Regions from separate parts of the Mus musculus genome. Here all the other regions are linked to region 1. Evidence: chromatin contacts called from public promoter capture Hi-C data. All regions are on one chromosome and are shown on one strand. Each heading gives the region's core, a stretch centred on a gene start, on an enhancer-like site or on the middle of the called end of the contact. The rest is flanking DNA. Distances are from core to core; before and after follow the strand shown. Region 1 holds the start of Nacc1 (nucleus accumbens associated 1, BEN and BTB (POZ) domain containing). Region 2 holds the start of Dhps (deoxyhypusine synthase). Region 3 holds the start of Prdx2 (peroxiredoxin 2).

The links. Capture Hi-C pulls out chosen DNA fragments and counts their contacts.
Region 2: a contact with region 1 is called in a promoter capture Hi-C map of adipose tissue. The contact joins the promoter of Dhps here to the promoter of Nacc1 in region 1. A contact is called at or near these places in 7 of 39 promoter capture datasets (the C10 cell line, erythroid cells, fetal liver and 2 more), 2 of 484 Hi-C or Micro-C datasets (CD4 T cells and regulatory T cells), 3 of 115 datasets of contacts at active chromatin or transcription factors (the 230-238 cell line, bone marrow-derived macrophages and pancreatic cancer cells) and 3 of 9 other capture datasets (adipose tissue, liver and pancreatic islet).
Region 3: a contact with region 1 is called in a promoter capture Hi-C map of pancreatic islet. The contact joins the promoter of Prdx2 here to the promoter of Nacc1 in region 1. A contact is called at or near these places in 13 of 39 promoter capture datasets (the C10 cell line, the HPC-7 cell line, cranial neural crest and 9 more), 5 of 484 Hi-C or Micro-C datasets (B cells, cerebellum and embryonic stem cells), 9 of 115 datasets of contacts at active chromatin or transcription factors (the SCID.adh cell line, T-cell acute lymphoblastic leukemia, bone marrow-derived macrophages and 4 more) and 4 of 9 other capture datasets (adipose tissue, embryonic stem cells, liver and 1 more).

What each region holds. Positions count from the first base shown.
Region 1 is chr8:84,685,567-84,689,823 of GRCm38.p6, reverse strand. It overlaps Nacc1 (nucleus accumbens associated 1, BEN and BTB (POZ) domain containing), which reads left to right and starts at 1,962. Exons shown (of 6, transcript NM_025788.3): 1 at 1,962-2,149. Trmt1 (tRNA methyltransferase 1) reads right to left here and starts at 577. Exons shown (of 17, transcript NM_001164559.1): 1 at 475-577; 2 at 1-192. The coding sequence starts at 172.
Region 2 is chr8:85,069,347-85,073,603 of GRCm38.p6, reverse strand. It overlaps Dhps (deoxyhypusine synthase), which reads right to left and starts at 1,847. Exons shown (of 9, transcript NM_001039514.1): 1 at 1,551-1,847; 2 at 988-1,152; 3 at 188-309; 4 at 5-101. The coding sequence starts at 1,757.
Region 3 is chr8:84,967,222-84,971,478 of GRCm38.p6, reverse strand. Prdx2 (peroxiredoxin 2) reads right to left here and starts at 1,857. Exons shown (of 6, transcript NM_011563.6): 1 at 1,717-1,857; 2 at 1,135-1,239; 3 at 890-1,043; 4 at 70-192. The coding sequence starts at 1,237. It also overlaps a transcript of Rnaseh2a not described here.

The DNA of each region.
Region 1 (4,257 bases), core at 713-3,212:
CAGTCGCAACCGGGTCCGCGGGTGGGCGCTCTTCCCAGGACCGGGTGCCGTTCTCCATCGCTGGTGGAGAGGGAGGCTTCTGGGCCTTCCGTTCCATGAACTGAGCTCTACAGAGGCTGTGGGCCGGACGGAGAGGACGGCTTAGCCACAGGATCGTCCTCGCGAGGGACATCCGCGGGCGCCTCAACCCGCCTGCCGTTTTCGAGAGAAGGGAAAAGGCATAGGGAGGTCAGAGAGCTGCATTCTGGGGCGGGGGTGGCCTCTATATCTATAAAGTAGAAACTAAAATCCGGTGGCCTCCATAACATCCTGCGTTCTCGAGGGCACTGGACCCAACAGAGGCTAAGGCCCGCGGCTCAGATTTCCCAACACACACACCCGGACAAACTTCTCTCTTCGGCTCAGGTTTCCCACCACACCCACACACCCACCCACCCACCCACCCACCCGGACAAGCGTCTCCCTTCCGCTCACAGGATCCAACGAGTCACGGTGCATGCTTCTCGCATTAGGGCCTGGGAGCCGCCATGTTGGCAAAGAGGGCGGGCCAATCACATGACAATAACTGACCAATTAGAGACATTACCTACAGTGGGCGACCAGGGTCAAGACTCTTCTAGGGAAGGAAGTGCGCAGGCTACACTACACCAGTGATTCTTAATAATACAACTCTTCTACAAGGGAGTTTCACTAGTTTAATTCAGGGCAAAAAGCGGAGGCACTCTGCACCTTTAGATGTCTTCTGTGTGCACCTTGTAGGTTAACTCAGGCTCTAGAATAGTATTCACTGTCTTTGAATCTCAGTCCCACCACGTACTCTGGGCAAGTTAATTAAAATGTAAGGCTCCTATTTCCCTTACCTGTTAAATAGGAATCTTAGCTGTCAAGGGCAAAGATTAAATAACCGAATGCCTGGGAAGTGTGCAAAGGAGCCACTCAGACTGAGTGTTGGCCTAATGTATGCATCAGGAAAATATGGAGATCCGGGATGTGAGAGTTATCTTAGCTTGCCTTGCTATATGTTATCTGTTAATTGGGGGTAGAGGGCACTCTTAATCCAGGTTGTCCTGGAGTTATATAGCCCAGGGCAGATTAGAGTTTCCTGCCTCAGTCTCTCATATGGTGAGATTTCAGGCATTTCTACCAGGCCCAACGGTACTTATTTTGTTTCAAAATTTTATTTTTTTGTTATTTTTGTGTATGTGTGCAGTTGTGTGTAAGTCCTCAAAGAGCAAAAAGGTGATAGTTTCTAGAACTGTAGCCATCTGACATGACTGCTGGGAACTGAACTCTATTCAACAAGAGCAGTACACACTCTTAATTTTTTTGAGACAGGGTTTCTCTGTGTAGCCCTGGCTGTCCTGGAACTCACTCTGTAGACCAGGCTGGCCTCGAACTCAGAAATCCTGCCTCTGCCTTCCAAGTGCTGGGATTAAAGGTGTGTGCCACCATTGCCCGGCCAGTAGACACTCTTAATCCAGTCCGCACTCTTCTGTTCTTGACTCTGCTACCCATCCAAAAAGTAGTCAGGCCTCTCTAACATTAGTTATAAGACGTATAATTATCTGAGTTAGTGCAAAATGCTAACAGAACTTCACATCGCATAAGCATCCTGAGTTTTCACTTTATTAACCTCTTGAACCTAAGTTTAAATCTTCGTATTCACTTTCCTGTGATCTTGATAGTTTACTCAGCTCAGCTCCATGAAACCTCATTTCCACAAAGAGCCTAAACTGTTCCTGGAACAACAGTTGTTCTCATTTTACAAGAAACTGAAGCTCCAAGATACAGAGCAACCTGTCCCGCAGTCACTCAACTTAGCCCGTCTACAGAACCGAGACCCGGGAGGAAAGAGGAGCTGGTGAGAACCGAAGCGCTCGAAGCGCGGCTAAGCTTGCCTAAGGGGCGGGGCCGAGGCAGTTTTCCTCCCTGCCGGCAGCGCCGTGCGCTTCCTCGGCGCTCGGCTGGGGCGGCCTGGCCCACAATGAATGGCCGCCGCGGCTACCACTGCTGCTGAGGCGGAGGCCGCGGAGGCCGCAGAGGCGGAGGCCGAGGCCGAGGCGCAGGGAGGCGCGCCCCGGGCCCAGGCCCGGCCCCAGCTGCCGCTGCGGAGCCCGCCGGGAGGCCCCGGAGCGCGGCCACAGCGCAGGTGAGATGGCCCGCCCCAGGCCCAATTCCGGCCTCCTCCCGCCCGGGGCGGCCCGAGGACATCAGAGGTTCCGGCGGAGGGCCGAGAGGCGAGGCCTCCGGGCGCCCTGCTGCGAACCAGAAGCCGAGCCCGCGGCGCTGACAGCGGCGGGAGGGCAAGAGTGAGATGGCCGAATCTCAGCTGGCGGCCTACAGCGTCCAGCCCGCGGGCCCGGCCCGCAGGGCTTGAAGGCCGCTCGGGGGAGGCGCGGGTCGCGGGATCCTTGAAGTCTCAGGGCCGGAGGGGGTAATCGCGTGGAGCCGGCAGGCGAGGCTGGAGGGGGGAGGGGAGGCCTCGGGCTGGCGGGGGGTGGGAGGGCGGAGGGCTGCGCCGCCCGAGGGAAAAGGCCTGGAGGGGTGCGGGAGGGCCGGAGCTTGCAGGTAGAGGGCGCTGGGGAAGGGGGTGGGCGGGTCAGGTTACAGGCCTTGGGGGGAGGTGAGGAAAAGCCCGGGAAGTTAGACTTGGGGGGGGGTGGGCGGAGCTTGCTCGAGTGGGGGCGGATTGGAGAGAGCCCTAAGATATTTGCAGGGGGTCGCACGAGGTCAGAGACTAGAGATGTGCGGGTAAACTCCGACGGGAGGGCATCAGGTAAGGCTGGGCGTGTTGGGAGTTTGCAGGCGGCCCAGGGCCTATGGTTTAGGATGTGGGGAGCAGGTTAGGAAAACCTGGTGTGAGCTAAGGGATCTGCCCCCCCCACACACACACATCTCCGTATGTTTGCTTAGGGTCAGAACCGGGGGGGGGGGGTTCCTCTTTCCCACGCCTCTTCTCTGACACCTTGGCCAACTGCTAACAAGGACAGGCCAGCGGCTGGATGGGAGTTAGCGTGGGCTGCACCGGATACCTAGTTCAAACATCTTGTTTTCGGTGTGTATGGCCCCTACTCAACCCACCGCCCTACCCCACCCACTATGGAGGCAGCCCAGCAGACATTACCTGATTATTCTAGAGTCCTGAAATCGTTCTCAGCCTTCTGGCGCCGGAACCTGGGGGCTCCAGTCTAGAAGATGAGCCCTCACAGCGTTGCAATACGCCCTAGCTTTCCAGGCCCAACCTGCTGCCTGGGCCTGAATTCTGTCTCCTCCTGGGAGATAAAATATTCTGTCGCCTCCTGGGATGGTGACTGCCTGAAGCTCTGTTGTGTCTTTGAGACAAAACAGGTACCTACACATCCTGACTTGTGCCTGGGGGAGGGAGAAGGAGGGCTCCTGGTCCCAGGGCCTTCCCTCCCTCCTTGGTGCCCCTTCTAGGGCAGGTTGTATGCTAAGCGTGGAACCAGCTAGTTCATTGATTACTCGCCACCGCTGGGTCTTTGGCTTTCTCTTTTCAGAGAAAGAAGCTGGGGTTCGGGGCGGGGCTTGTCCCTGGTCATATGACTAGACTGTGGCCTATGCCTATTAAGTCAAGTTCGCCCTCCTTGGGTATCAGCAGAGAAATTCCTGCTGTTCCAATTCCCTGTTGGAGTCTTCTTGGACCTGGCCTTTCCTGGGCTCTCTAGACCGGCTCAGTCAATCCCCTTGCAGTAGTTCCAAGGAACTGTGTGTGGGCTTCTTCATCCTGCTCATACCTTCTCTCCCATCCCGCATCTGGGAGTCAGGGGCACGGGGCTCATGAAAGTGCTGGTTCTGCTGCAGGAAGTGGTTGTAGAAGAGGGTGGTAGTGGTTTGGGAGTGAGATTTTGCTTTGCCTGGACTTTGTGCGCCTTACTTTGGTTTCTTAGCACACTGCTCCAACTCTAGACTAATTGCAAGGTTAACAGTGTGTTCCTTGTTTTGGAAGGGTAAAGTTTTTGTTTTAGTGTTGTTTTTTTGGTTGATGTTACTCTAGCTCAGGCTGACCTTGAACTTATTATAGCCTAACTAGTCTTAAACTATAGCCCTCTTGCCCATCAGCCCAGTGCGGGGATTGTATAGGAATGAGGACCACACACTGTCTTGGTGACTTTGACTGGACATCCTCAGCACCAGAGTCAGCTACAAACTTCTGGGTTGCTGGTATCAGGCAGTACTGGGTTTATTGATGATTTTCTTGAGTCTCCATTTTCCCTCTTATCCTTGGAGTTTCCAGAA
Region 2 (4,257 bases), core at 598-3,097, 380 kb before region 1:
CCACCTCTGTGTTCTGCTCCAGCACCATCTGGTCCAGAATGGGCATGAGCCAGTCCTCAAACTTGCAGTAATTGTCATTCGGCACCAGCAGGTTTCCAATCCTGGAAATGGGAGCCATGCGGGCATGGGTCACGGGGATCCTCTGCCCAGCTTCCCCGCCCCGACCACTACTCAAAGCCTCCCTCACCTGTTGATCCCACTCTCCCGGAGCTCCTTCCCCCTGAGGCTGAACTCGCCAAGGTATGTGGGCGCCAGGCATTTGATGAGATCTTCTTCCACACCTCCAGCAGTGGTCACCAATACATCCACCTGTGGTCGGTCGCAGGCAACACTGACCCCCCCTTCTAAGCAGCAACCTAACCTGGGTGAGCTCATCCAGACCTAAGCATGAGCGCTACAACAAAACCAACTCCAGGCCAGGCCTCCCTCTGCCTGAAGCAGACCCACAGCCAGAAAAAGTGGCACGGTCTTGCGATCCCAGCACTCGGAAAGGAGGCTGAGGCATGAGGACTGCCGGGATGTCAAAGAACAATACTCCATCTCCTCACACCCTTTTTTTTTTTTAATCTATTTTGGGCGGTGGTGGTGCATGCCTTTAATCCCAGCACTTGGGAGGTAGAGGCAGGCAGAATTTCTGAGTTCAAGGCCAGCCTGGTCTACAGAGTGAGTTCCAGGATGGACAGCCAGGGCTATACAGAGAAACCCTGTCTCAAACAAAACAAAAACAAAAAAGACTAAAAGATGTATTTAATATATGTGAATACACTGTCCCTCTCTTCAGACACACCAGATCTGTAATGGCATCAAAAGATCCCATTACAGACGGTTCTGAGTCACCATGTGGTTGTTAAAAAGCAAACCCAAATCTTTCACAGGACCGCAAATAATCTCTGAGCCTCTTCATTTCTCTTAACTGAAAAATAACCCTTTTTTTTTTTTTCCTACTGGCCCAAGGAGGCTGGGGTTCCAGAGCTAACGTGGACCCACCATGTTGTGCTGCACGAGGTATCGAATGGTCTCCCGGATGCCTGAACTGATGAGGTTGGAAGTATAGCCCAAGAAAATGGTGCAGCCTGTAAGTGGGCGGCGGCTCTGAGTCAGGTCTGCGTGATGATCTTCATCTACAGCCAGTGGCTCCAGTTTTTTCTCAATCTGGTCATAAGGGCACAGGAAAGTTGCACTAAGACTCCAAACCTCAGTTGAGGTACCCTACCTGGCCTGGATTCCAGAGGTTGATTGCACTCAGGGAGACTACTACAAAACCAAAGCACAACCCCTGGGCAGACCCTAACCCTCCCATTCCAGGTCCAGGTCTGTCACTTGATGGTTTGAGAACCACCCAGTATCTTCAAGTCTCCTTCCACCGGGAAAATCGAACCCCGGGCTCCCCTAGCGTTAAGCTCCTCCTACAAAGCCCTTTTGGATTTTTAACTCCAAGCTCCACCCATCGCAGAACTCTAGTTTACCCGGACTCCGCCCTCTCCCGGACGCTCACGCGGAAATCCGCGCGCAGCGGCCCGGCATCCCGCCCGGGTGGCCCCGCGCCTCACCATGGCGTTGACTTGCTGCACCGCGCGCCCGAAGTTGGTAGCCTGGAAGCCGGTGGTGCGGTAGGCGTCCAGAAGCGCATGGTAATCTACGCCGCGGTTGAAGTCGTAGCCTTGGACCTGGGCGCTCTCGGGCGGCAACGCTGAGCTGTGCTTGAGCACGGCGGCCAGCGCCGAGGAGGGCGCCGCCCCTGGCGGGGTCCCTTCCATGTGCTCGCGGCCGCTCTCAGGTCTCAGCAGCCTCGGCGCCCTGAGACCCGCAAAATCCCTCAGCGAGGTCGGCCGGAGCCCAGGAAGTGCGACTCGAGAGCCTTGGGGGCGTGGGGCGACGAAACCGGAAGTCACTTGGTCTCGTGACCTTGGGCAGCGCCCGCCGTCCTGGTAGCCGCCATTTTATCCCTGTGTTCCGTACATGTGGTCCAGGAGCTGTTACTGAGCTTCAAGCATAGGGAAGTGCCTAGTTTGCAAGCTGTCTCTCTGTCCAAATATTCTTGTCCCCCATGAGCGAAGTGATTGTTTCTTGGACGGTGTCCTTGAACACGACTTAGGGCATCAGGCAAAAAAAAAAAAAAAAAAGAGTTGCAGCCTTTTGTCAAATGGAATAGTGTTTTCTTTTGATGCTTCTTCCAGTCTCCACAAACTTTGTTGCCTCCTCTTTTCCCCCTCCAGCCATAGCTCAATTTTAACTGGATCATGGGCCTCTGGGGAGGCAGGGATGACTGCCATCTATTTACCACGAGAAGCTTGCTGAGAATCTATCATGCATCCTCTTAATGATACACTGAGCCTAGGACAGGGGCACCCCTTCTTCTGGTTTGTGTAGTCTAGACTAGAAATAGTGCTCTCTGCTGGAAGCTGAGATTTAGCAATGGACAAGACCTCTGACCTCCCGGTGACCATAGTATGATGAAACAGAAAATGGTTTAGTGATTAAACCAGGCTTGGGACACACTGCAATCCAGAGGTCGAGGCAGAAGAATCTCGAGTTCCAGGCCAGGCTGAACGATAGAGAGCAGGACCCTGTCTTAACAAAAGGGACCTGTGTGGCTAGGGAAATAGATGTTAGTATGGTCCTTGCTTTTTGAAAAAGCAAGAGTGTGGATTGTATATGTGCGTTCAATTACCAGAACTCAAGGGGCTTGGGGGTTGACAATACCAGTAATTCCAGCTCTGGGGAAGCAGAGACAGGCAGATCCTTGGGATGGGGCCTGCAGAATGACTCAGTAGCCAAAGGCTTACGATAGAAGAAGAGTCTGGATTCCCATACATTCTCTTCTGACCGCCACAGCAGGCCATGCATGCACAAGGTCATAACACAGGCTTGAGGACCAGGTGAATGTCTTCTGAGAGTGACATATGAGGTTGTCCTCTGGCCTACAATCAATCAATCAATCTCTCTCTCTCTCTCTCTGAAGAGGAGGAGGAGGAGTTGGTAACCTGAGCTGAAGGAAAAGGTGATTGGTGAAAACTGCCAAGACCAGAAGACCCAGAAAATTCCTATTACATAAAGACTTCAGAGACACTATTTTTCCAACGATCCCCTTCATTTAACCAATATCTGCCATCAGTGCCCAGTACCACTACCTGGAGGGAGGTCTGCATACATCCGGGAGGGCAAAGTGACTTGAATCCATGATACTTATCACCTCCTCCTCCTCCTCTAGGGAAAAAGTTGAATGAAGGTAGCTATGGCTACTCTGACTAAGATAGTGATGGCGGGGGGGCTAGAGAGATGGCTCAGCTGTTAAGAGCACTGACTATTCTTTTTTTGGTTTTTTGAGACAGGATTTCTCTGTATAGCCCTGGCTGTCCTGGAACTCACTCTGTAGACCAGGCTGGCCTCGAGCTCAGAGATCCGCCTGCCTCTGCCTCCCAAGTGCTGGGATTAAAGGTGTGCACCACCACGCCCGGCACAGCACTGAATATTCTTAGGAAGGTCCTGAGTTCAAATCCCAGCAACCACATGGTAGCTTACAACCATCTGTAATGACATCTGACGCCCTCTACTGCTGTATCTGAAGACAGCTACAGTGTACTCATATAAATAATAAATCTTTTTTTAAAATACATATACATATAGTAATGGCTGTTATGCTCAGAGTCACCATGATCAGCAAGCAGAGGGAAGAGCAGGTAGGGACATAGCAAGAACTTGGTCTCTAGGCTGGTAAGACATGACTTATTGGGTAAAGCCTTTTGTCAGGAGGCCTGGATACCTGAGTTCAATCCCAAGGCCACCGTGGTAGAACAGGTTCTCAGAATGTTAGCCTCTGACCGGTTTCACATGCAACTACCTTACCCTCAACGCACACAATAATTTTTTTTTTTTTGAGACAGTCTCACCATGGAACTGACTGGCCTGGAATTTATTATGTAGACCTGGCAGCCTCAACTCACAGAGATCAACCTGCCTCTACCTCCTGAGGGCTGAGATAATGAATGCAATTTTAAAATAAAAAATTATGCGTTTGTTTGTTTTGGGTTTTTTTGTTTTTTTGTTTTTTTTTTTTTTTTTTTGGTTTTGGTTTTTCAAGACTGGGTTTCTCTGTGTAGCCCTGGCTGTCCTGGAACTCACTCTGTAGACCAGGCTGGCCTCGAACTCAGAAATTCACCTGCCTCTGCCTCCCGAGTGCTGGGATCTGTGCCACCACTGCCCCCAACTTAAGATAAAAATTGTAAAAGACGTTGCTGAAGCAATCCTCTTTAGAGA
Region 3 (4,257 bases), core at 608-3,107, 280 kb before region 1:
ACCAGACACAGTGGTCCCTTTAGCTTTGAGGAGGGGGCTCCTGGAGCTGGGCTGAGGTCCCTGCTGTACCTGTAAGCAATGCCCTCATCATTTTTCAACACGCCGTAATTCTGGGACAAGCTTTTAGTCACGTCAGCAAGCAGAGGGATATTCAGGGGGCCCAAGCCTCCCTCCTTCCGTGGGGTATTGATCCTGAAGGTGAGAGAGACATGGTTGGTGCCTTAGGATGCCCAGGATAGTAGAAGTCTCCCCCATGGGCCTCCAGAGTGATAAGGGCTGGAGTGGGAGTGCTGGAGACAGGAGATAAAGGACTTAAAGCAAGGCCGGGGTGCTCCACCCACCCCACCCAGTGGGATGGCAGTGCAGCTGGGAGGAGAATGGCTCCAGATAAAGCATCCTCTTCAAATGGCTTCACTTGTGCCCGTGGGCTCCAGCAACTTGCAGTAGAGACCCCGTATGAAAGTGATTAGCCAACAGCAGACATGGAGCTCAGAGGCAGGGCACTTGCCTTGCAAGAATGAGCCCTGGAATTATTGACTTCTAGTTCTGAAAGACTTGTGTGTGCGCGCACACAGGGGGATTCTTCCCATCACCATCTAGCTCTGGTATGGAGCACAACCCATCATTATTGAGAATAGCAAAATACAGCAAGGCAGCCTGTCTCCAGAGAACTGAGACTCCTTTGGCAGGTACCTTCCAACAAGGTGCCAAATGCTAATTACTATCATCTTCGTGTGGGCTTGGGTGTCATTGTTTCCATTCTTTATAAGATGAAAAACGGGAAGACACAGTTTGTCCCTATAATTTGGGCGGTCCTTCATCCTCTCTGCACCTCCCACTTCACCACCTACCTCAAGACCCCTGCAACCCTCCTCCTGCAGCCCCTTACCACGCCAGGTGGGTGAACTGAGAGTCCACAGACACTCCCAGCACCTCGCAGCCTAGCTTTCGGAAGTCCTCAGCATGGTCGCTAAAAGCGATGATCTCCGTGGGGCAAACAAAAGTGAAGTCCAGTGGGTAGAAAAAGAGGACCACGTACTTCCCTAGGGAAGAGGAGAACGGAAGGGAAGTCAGTGCTAACTTCTTTCACATGTAGACCCTGACCCCACCTGCTCCCACTCCGCTCAGCCTCACCTCTGTAGTCCGAAAGCTTGATTTCCTTGAAGGCACCATCCACCACCGCTGTGGCCGTGAAGTCAGGAGCCGACTTTCCGATTTGCGCGTTGCCGGAGGCCATGACTGAAATCAGAGACCCACACAAGCTTGGTCTTTAGAGCCTTAGAAGATCCTTTGTCTTGCCTTTCCAAGGTCACTTTTGGTGCTAAGTCTAGATAGTAAAACCGAGAGAGGTGGAAGGAGCGCTCATATTCACCCTCCCAGTATAAAGTCTGCAAGGCCTCTGAATACCCGCCCCCCTAAACAGGGAACGAATGATGGGTCACCGCTGCTACCCAAATTATGGAGTCAGACCGAGTGCGGGTGGAGGGGGAAGTGAGCTCCTAGTTCCAGAATAGGACGGCTAAGCTAAGAGCGATGGACTGCCGAGCTCGGTGATCCAGCCTGCAAGCCAGGGCTCGGGCCTTGGTTTCCCGGGCAAGGACAAAGCGGCCACCATTGAACATGGAAAACAAAGACCTCCAAGCATAGAGGTCGTGATGAGGCCTGCACCACACTAGTGGGGCTCCTCCCATTCGTGTGCATTCTGGGTTTTCATACCTGCGTGAGCAAGAGCCGGACACACGGACGTCCAGACACGGGTAGAGACAGGAAAGAGATCTCAAAACCGAGAGAGCCCTAGGCCGGAGAACCTTTTATGCGTGGCCCAAACCACACCAGGCAGTGCGCGGGGAGGTGGGCGGGACAGCGCCGCGGTCGGATCCATTGCGGCTGCCGGGGGGGTGAGGGGAAGGCGCCGCGTGGCCCGGTCCACACGCTTTCACAAGGGTTGGGTGGGGTGTGCCCTTTCGGACGCCAAGATTGTCTGTGCTGTGGGCTCCTCGCGAGCCTCGGCCACGGGGCGCGTTGGGGTCGGTTGGAATCCGGGCATGGCCCGGAGCCACTTGGCTCCGTTGCTGACTCCCCTAGTGCTCCTAGGTCTGGTGTCCCCTACTCAGATCGACCCAGACTACCAATACTTTGGCCCGCACGGTGAAGGTGATACCTGGGAGCTGCTGACGCTGCAGCGACAAAAGGGTAAACTAGCAGGTGGACGGGAGTTACGCTATGAAAAGGTGTCCTCCCCACCCCAACCCCCGAAGGCCTCACTTGGCCAAGGCCCTACAAACAGACCCTCTCTGGCTGACTTCAGATCCCTGCCCAGCTCAGTGCAGGCTGGGTCTCAAGGAACTGGGCACTTTTTCTCTGAGTGTGATTTCTCGTCTGTGAGTTATTGTTTTGTTTTATTTTGTTCCGTTTCACTTTATTGAAAATTTACAGCCATGCCCCAACCGTACTACCTTTTGTTCTCAACTTCTTGCCCCGCAGCTTCCTTGGTCATCTGATAATTATATTAAACACTGCCTGTCTAATAAACAACCTATTAACATAGTGCTAGAAGGGTGGAGGCAGAGAAAGAAACTGGCCAGTCAGCTTGAGGTGGTAAGAACCAACACAGCTGGAATGACTAGCACAGTTAAAGTCACAGGGACTGTGAGACAGTGAAAAGGGAACAGCAAAAGGCCTAAGGGAAGAATAGGGAAAGGGGATGCCATTTGGCAAAGATCTGCTGAGGAAGGGTGTGGGGCACCAGCCTTTGTGAGTTCATCTACATGAGGAAGTATCAGTGAAGAATTCTGATGAAGGGTTGGGATTGCATTTGGTACTCAGTTGGTGGAGCACTGGCCCAGCATGTCCGAAGTTTTGATCCTTCCCCAGCGCTGCATAATCCACTGTACCCGTACACACCTACAATCCTAGCATTTGGGAGGAGTAGGGACCTGAAATTCAAAGACATCTTTGGCTACCCAAGGACTTGGAGGCCAGCTTGGGGTACATGAGGCTCTGTTGTTTTGTTTTGTTTTTAAGGAAGGAAGGAAAGAAAGGAAAGGAAAGGAAAGGAAAGGAAAGGAAAGGAAAGGAAAGGAAAGGAAAGGAAAGGGTCTTGTAAAACTGTAGGTCAGTGGCTCTTTAGCACTACCTTAAAAAATATATATATATCGCTTCTCCTGAGCATAAAAATTACTTTGTTGCTACAAGTTAGCTCAGCACCAGGGGGTTTAAGTGCATTTATTATGTCAATTATATCATTTAACTTAACATCTGTCAGCCTTGTTAGTCAGGTGGCACTGGGCCTGCTGGGTAGGCCCATGATTAAGTCCCTGAAGACAAGAGTCAACTTTGGATGGATGTCGGGTATGAAGGACAGGGAGTGAATACTCCCAACTGAGCTGGCTGGCGGAGATTAGAGGTGTCAGTTTGCAACTGTAGGCAGCTTACTGCTGTCTTTCTGAAAGGGTGGTTTGCTCTTCCTAAGTCACTGCACAGAGGCAGCAAAGTCTTAAAAATACCAGTTGTTACTATTAGGTTCCTTATCTTTGTCCCTCCCTGGACAAATCCTTTGTATGGTGGTTCACTCCCCAATTGGGTTTTCATGTCCACCCTCCATCTCCAGTACTGGAAGACTCAGTCCTAGGCCCGTGGGGAAAGTGGCATTGTTTCTGCAGCCTGGGCAGACAGGAACGCAGCCGTCAGGTGTTGGGCACGGCACCAGTCCCTGTGTTCATGGACCGAGAGAAGCTGGTACAGATGAGGCCGTGCCGGCAACAGGATTGCTCATCTTGCAGCCTGAAGGACTGCAACTAGAGGCCCTGAGCAGAGGTGAGCAACAGACGGGACATGGCAATGCTAGTCAGAACTGGCTGGCAGATCTAGGGCAGGGACTTAACATGAGGGCGCGGTCCTTTAATCCCAGCACTTGGGAGGCAGAGACAGGCAGATCTCTGGGTTCGAGGCCAGCTTGATCTACAGAATGAGTCCCAGAGTTCCAGGACGGCCAAGGATTCACAGATAAACCCTGTCTTGAAAAATAAAAACAAACAGCAGGAAGAGAAGGAACTGAGGTGGTGGCTGGTTTGAGGTGAGTACTAGGGCCCAAAGTCTGAAGCTTCAGGTTGGCTGGGGAGCAGGCACCTGACTTCAGACACAGGAGCTTTTCCGACAGCCATGGGACAAAGCAGGAAACGCTGGAAGGAGAAAGCCCTGTTGGAGGTTCAGGCCTGTGACTCAGGCACTCCTGAGGCAGGAGAATCAAGAATTCAA